Regions from separate parts of the Arachis hypogaea genome. Here region 2 is linked to region 1. A link is a contact called in public Hi-C data. All regions are on one chromosome and are shown on one strand. The core of a region is the stretch at or near the end of the contact, and the rest is flanking DNA. Distances in the headings are between cores, read along the strand shown. Region 1 holds the start of LOC112718335 (LOB domain-containing protein 31-like). Region 2 has its middle 6.1 kb from the start of LOC112738054.

The links. Hi-C and Micro-C count contacts between places; a contact is called where the count stands out from the background.
Region 2: a contact with region 1 is called in a Hi-C map of an unstated tissue, with 2.2 times the contacts expected there. The contact joins the enhancer-like site here to the promoter of LOC112718335 in region 1. A contact is called at or near these places in 2 of 8 Hi-C or Micro-C datasets (leaf and an unstated tissue).

What each region holds. Positions count from the first base shown.
Region 1 is chr2:13,292,354-13,295,213 of arahy.Tifrunner.gnm2.J5K5, forward strand. It overlaps LOC112718335 (LOB domain-containing protein 31-like), which reads right to left and starts at 1,451. Exons shown (of 2, transcript XM_025770121.3): 1 at 1,063-1,451; 2 at 1-476. The coding sequence starts at 1,341.
Region 2 is chr2:13,344,045-13,347,255 of arahy.Tifrunner.gnm2.J5K5, forward strand. No RefSeq gene overlaps it. Among protein-coding and RNA genes, the nearest start is that of LOC112738054, 6.1 kb to the right of the region's middle. Within about 2 kb of position 1,852, at least 1 of the 3 cell types and tissues checked has open chromatin away from gene starts, as enhancers often do.

The DNA.
Region 1 (2,860 bases), core at 201-2,700:
AAGGCCACTGAATGAAGATCATCAACTTCATGAAAAGACCATTTTGTCCCACCATTTGTTTCCATCTCATAGGACATGGAGTTTGAAGAACTCTCTTCAAAGCTAGAGAATGAGTTTGAATTTTCATAGTAACTCCCATTATTATTAATTGGCTTTAGATCCATCATCATCATCATGGAATTATTAACATTGTTGTTGTTGTTGTTTCCATCACTAATACCATTATAAGAAGAATCATTGTTGTTGCACAAATTTGGATGAAGAGATTCAAGGCCACCCAAGTTTGAAGATGAAGAATTTTCCATATTGAACAACCAACTTTGAAGATCTTGAGGAGTAATGAAATTATTGTTGTTGTTATCAGCAATATTAGGTTTATCAAAGTATCTCTCATTATTAGGGTTTCCACCATTCACACAACTTTGTTGTGCTGCTTGTTCCTTTAGATATGTTAGCTGTGCTTGTAAATTCACCACCTATAAATTTATATCCAAACACCAAAAATTAAACTTGCACTTATTAATTCTTACCCTCATGCATATATAATAAGAGAAATTAAACAAGGTCAAATAATACTTGATTCAGTTGATTATTATGAATATTTGAAATTAGGTTACAGAAACCACAATTTGCCACACTACTTTAACTAAAAAAAAAAAAACTCTAGTTTTAGTATTTCAAAGGTGTTTCTTTTTTCTCTTATTCAAGTAGAAATTAAAATTTTCATTTCCTTTCATAGTTTATTAAACTACGCTAGGGTTTTCAATTATAAACTAATAAGCACATATTTAGTTACAAGATCAAAATAATAGAATAAAAATTATCATTCATATATATTCAGGCTTAATTAGTCTCTTTTTGATATAATTTTTTGAACTGAATTTTAAATTTTTTAACTCCTTTCAAATGAATAAAAGATATCAAGAAGAGATTAATCAGAGACTAAAATATTTAGTACCCATAAAAAAATTTATGCTAATTTTATTTTTCAAGAATTTGAATATATCCTAATTCAGTGAACTTGCGAGAGAAGATGAGAGGAAAGATGAAATGAAAACAAACCTGTTGCTGAAGGGCAAATATATGAGAGACACAGCCATAGATAGGATCTTGAAGCCTTGCCTGAGCTTCATACGAAATTGTGACGGCCGCTTCGCAGCGGTCGCCGACCGGAAGATGGGCAAGGAGCTTTGAGACATTGCTTGCACCAAACACTTTGTGAATGGCTGCAAAATGGGTAGCACCTTGTTCATGGCAGAAGTAAGGTGCAAAAACACAACCTCTCACACATTTTCTCCTCAAGAACTTGCAAGCACCACAAGGAGAACCAGAACCTGTCATCTTAATTCACCTTAAAAAAAAAAAATTTGATTTTGGGGTTTGAATTTTTTCTATTTTTGTGATGGTGATGAAGATTTTTTTTGGTTGGTTATAGGTATAACTCTTGAGCTTTGTGCAAATCTTAATCATTTCTCACCATCTTTATATACAATTTAGGAAGAGGAAGGGATTCATTATTATAAGGAATAATTAATTTCATTAGGTTCCCTTATTGGCCTACAGTTGTACATTATTTTTCTTATTTCCCCTAATATATAAATAAGAAAAAACTATCATCACTCCGTTATGAATTTTAATTTGTGTGGCAAAATAAAAATTTATAATTATAAAGAAAATTAGAGATTCCATTCAACATGCTTATACGACAAATGAGCTAGCATTAACCAAACCCATTTTGTTTGATGATTGGATCTATCTGCTCTTGTCGTTTCTCTTTTTTTTTTTTTTTTTTTTCATTCCCTAAGTCATTATATAAATAATATATAGTATGAGTACCTTCTTAATGTTATAGTCACAAGTGCATTTATTTGAACTACTTATATGGATGGATATACTTATTGTGAGGATATAGAACTTTGGGCAATAATTGTTTTACTAGTTGTTACAGTCTTAATGTAACTTTTATTGAAACTATTTGGAAGCTAGCTAGAGTAATTATATATATCTCTACCATAAGAAAACAAACTATTAAATATATCTATCAAATTTTTTTTTGTTGAATTTAATTTTAATGCATTATTAGTATAAAATAATTTATATTTAATCACATAATTTTATATTAATAAAAGATTATTTTTATTTTTAATTGCATAAATATATATATAATATTTTAATTTATATTACGAGTGCATTAAAATTAAATTTATCTATCTTTTTTATTTCCATCCCACATATCATAATAATATATGTATATAGTTAGGATTTGACTTGTATATAGCCTGAAGGTATGAAACAAATAAAGAGTTAAAATTTGTATAATATTATTACTTTATCCACTATATATATTCATATAATATATGCACATGTAATTATTTTAAAGTTTATCATATAAAATAATAATTAATTATGTTCTTAATCATTTAATTTATTTTATGAGCATGAGTGCATGTATATATAGGCATACCCTTAGTCTTGGCTAGGCCCTAAATAACTAAAGATAAAACAACAAATTAAGTTTAATGACATCCAGTTCAAAGCCCCCCAAGCCTATATATATTATTATTCCCATATAGTTTATAGTATTAAAAACCAAAATAAGAATAGTTCTTGGTAAATTTTCATGACATGCATGGGAGACAAGGGTTTATTATGCTTGAACTTTTCTTGTTAGGGTAATAAAATTTTCATTTTAATTACTAATAATATAGCACATTGGATCGTTAACCATTGGGAACCGAGAAAAAAGACTATAACGCCTAGCAAATTTAATCTAAATTAAACGGCTCAAATTACAATGGTGCTTGTAATGCTATTGATATTAGTAAAATATTAGGGCTACTAACTTCATAAGCATGCCATC
Region 2 (3,211 bases), core at 602-3,101, 52 kb after region 1:
AAACATAATCATAAACCAAGCTTTTTAAACAAAATAATAAAAACTAACATTGTTCAAAGTAAAACAAACATTATCCAAAACATATCATTAAACATCTTTAAATTTATAATTAATCAAACATAAAATATAATACAAAATATAACTTATAATATCTTCAATTATCATTTTCATCCTTTTACAGATCAACATTATAGAAATTTATAAAAAACGGTCCTGATTAAAATACATCTGATCTGCCGAAAAATTTCACCCCACCAAAATCCGCCAAAACTCACAAATTAGGCAATACGAGTTAAGAGAACTTTTTAATAAATTATCTAAGTCAATCCGATAAATTTCAATCTATTTGTCACCCCTACTCCTAACAAAAGATTGGCGCATTTAGCTTACTCATGCTTATTGGAAGAGCAACAGTTATATGGATAGGGTGGCTAATGCAAACCGCGCACCATCAGGTTTATTACTTTAGTTAATTTATATTTTATTGTTCCTAATTTTCTTTCGTTAGTTTTAAATTTGAAGCTGATAGAACGGGTATCTCTACTTTCAGAATAATAGTTGTAACTTATGCCTAATTTGTTTTCCTTAAATGGCATGTCCGGCCGATTGATATCTAAAAATAAGAGAAAAAAGATAAATAGATGTTTAATTTTTTAATTTAAAGACATAAATTTTTTATTAATTAAAAATATAAAAACGTCTCTGATCTTTTAAAATATGAGACATTTAAATTTTTTTATACAAAATATATAAGGATAAATTAGTCTCTCAAAAAAATTTAAATATTTCGCATTTTAAAAATTGAGAGACGTTTTTATATTTTTAATTAGTCAAAATTTTATTTGTCTTTGAGATAAAAAATCAAAGACCTATTCGTTGTTTGTTCTAAAAATAATGACACAAAGGATGAATATAAATAAAGTACACCAATATTTGGAAAAATTGTTTAGCCATTATTTGGAAAGGTTTAGAAGTAATTTTTTTAACTTTTAATTTATGAAAAGTCATAATATTAATGTTTTTAAAATTAACTTGTGACTTTTCAAAAGTTATTTAAAATGCTTATAAAAAAAGTTAAAAAAATTTTATAATAAAAAATTTTTATCACTTTTTTTTTAAATAAGTAATTCTATAACTTAAAAACTAAACACAAAATAATTTATGTATTAACTACTTTTAATATAAATTTTTATATTTTAAAATTTTAATTAAATTATTTATTCAAACTAACTTTAATCCTACATTTTCAGAAGATTAATATAAATTAAAGGTAGACCGTCATATTTTGAGTAATAATTTAAGATTGTTCAAAAGTACATAGTCTAGGAAGAATGATCTCGATGACAATGTTATAGAATATATATTTTTTCATTGTTCTGGAAATAGAAACACACCAGTCAATTCAAAGTTAATCGAGAATCGGTCATCTCATTAATTTGATTTAGACAAAAAATCAATTGCAAAAAAAAACGATCAAAGAATCTACAAAATCAATAAAAGACCTTAAAAAATCTGTTAAAAATTAATTTTAAAAATCCTTTCCTATATATATATATATATATATATATATATAATTCATCCCCAATTAAAACTTTTGAACCTTTAAAATCTTTGAACTGTTTATTCATTCGGTTTAATAATCAGTTGAGTTTTTAGAACATTGTATTTTTCTAATAAATACTTGGAAAGTTTATAATGTTGAAATAATTAATTACAAATCCATGAATCACAACTCAACCACTTATGGTAGTCACATGATGATAATATATATCAAGCTATATATAGCATAGGTTTGGGACCAAGTATCATGATCTATCATAAAAAAAAAAAAAAAAAAAAAAAAAAAAAAAAAAAAACACAATTTTTGTTTGTTTTAAGTGTCCAATGCAATGTAACACATGTTTTAATTGTTACCATATAGAGCAAGCTTTTGATGATGATCACTTAAACAAATGAATAAAAACATTTATGCATTTTTACCCTAGATATGGTGTGGCACCGGCTACAAATACATCCAAAATTTAATAAACATATAATATGAGATTAAGGGGGGAAAGAAAACAAAATGAAAAGGCTACAAAAAAAAAATGATGAAGCATATAGGATGGTCCCCTTGCTAAAATGTGGATTTTTCTTATTAAAATGTGGATTTTTCTTATTAAAATTAAATGTAGGAACAAAAAGATTACACATAACGTTTATCAGAGGATGCACTTATCCGTTGCTTTATTTATGCTTCCATGATTAGGCCGGGACATATATAATAACGGGATAATAATGTCAAAACAAATCTGACCAAAATTTTTCCTAATTTAATAATTCTTTACATAATAATAATAATAATAATAATAATAATAATAATAATAATAATAATAATAATAATAATAATCTTTTGAAAAATCCCTTAATTAAGTCTTGAAAAAACTTATGAAATTCCTAAGTTTGACAGAAGTTGATCAAGTTGATATTTTGATAGAATTTCTATTTTGGGAGGTTTCGAAAGTGATTTTCTAAACATTAGAGAAGTTAAAACATTTTCAGAATTTGTAATATTAGTAAATATATGACACTATTATATAATAGCACCCATGTCCCCCTACTCTTACCACTTTCTATTAGTGCTCTAATTTGATGTTCGAATAAAAAGACATAATACCTACAAGACATAAAAGTGAAGCATATGTGCAAAGTATTGCACGACAAATAGCTACAAGACATAATCACAATTATTTGAAAAGATGAAGATGAATGTATTTGTGCATTGGACATCCCAAACCACATCAAAAGAAGGCTCTTCAATCATTCTGGGTTAGGAAAGTCAATTAATTAATACAATTCTGTTTACCCCATGACATGATCAAATTGATCATTCAATCTAAGAAAAACCAAGATTGACTTGCTTCGGTTGAAAATCTATTCCGATTAAGGGTTTAAGGTTTAGAATTTTGATAAAACTTTTCATAAACCTTTTGTGCAATCTTAAATCAAATTCCCCACAACCACATGGGCAATATCATTAAGAATGACTTAGATTTGAGTATTTAGTTAGCTCAAAACATCGTTTGATTAATATAGCCGATCGATCATATCTAGTGAGAAAATGGCCCTTATTTTTTCTCTCTAGTTAGCTAAAGAAATAACAATGAAATACACATGCTGATAAACAGCCAGATATCAAGAAAAGGATGAAGAAATTCAAAGACACCTAATT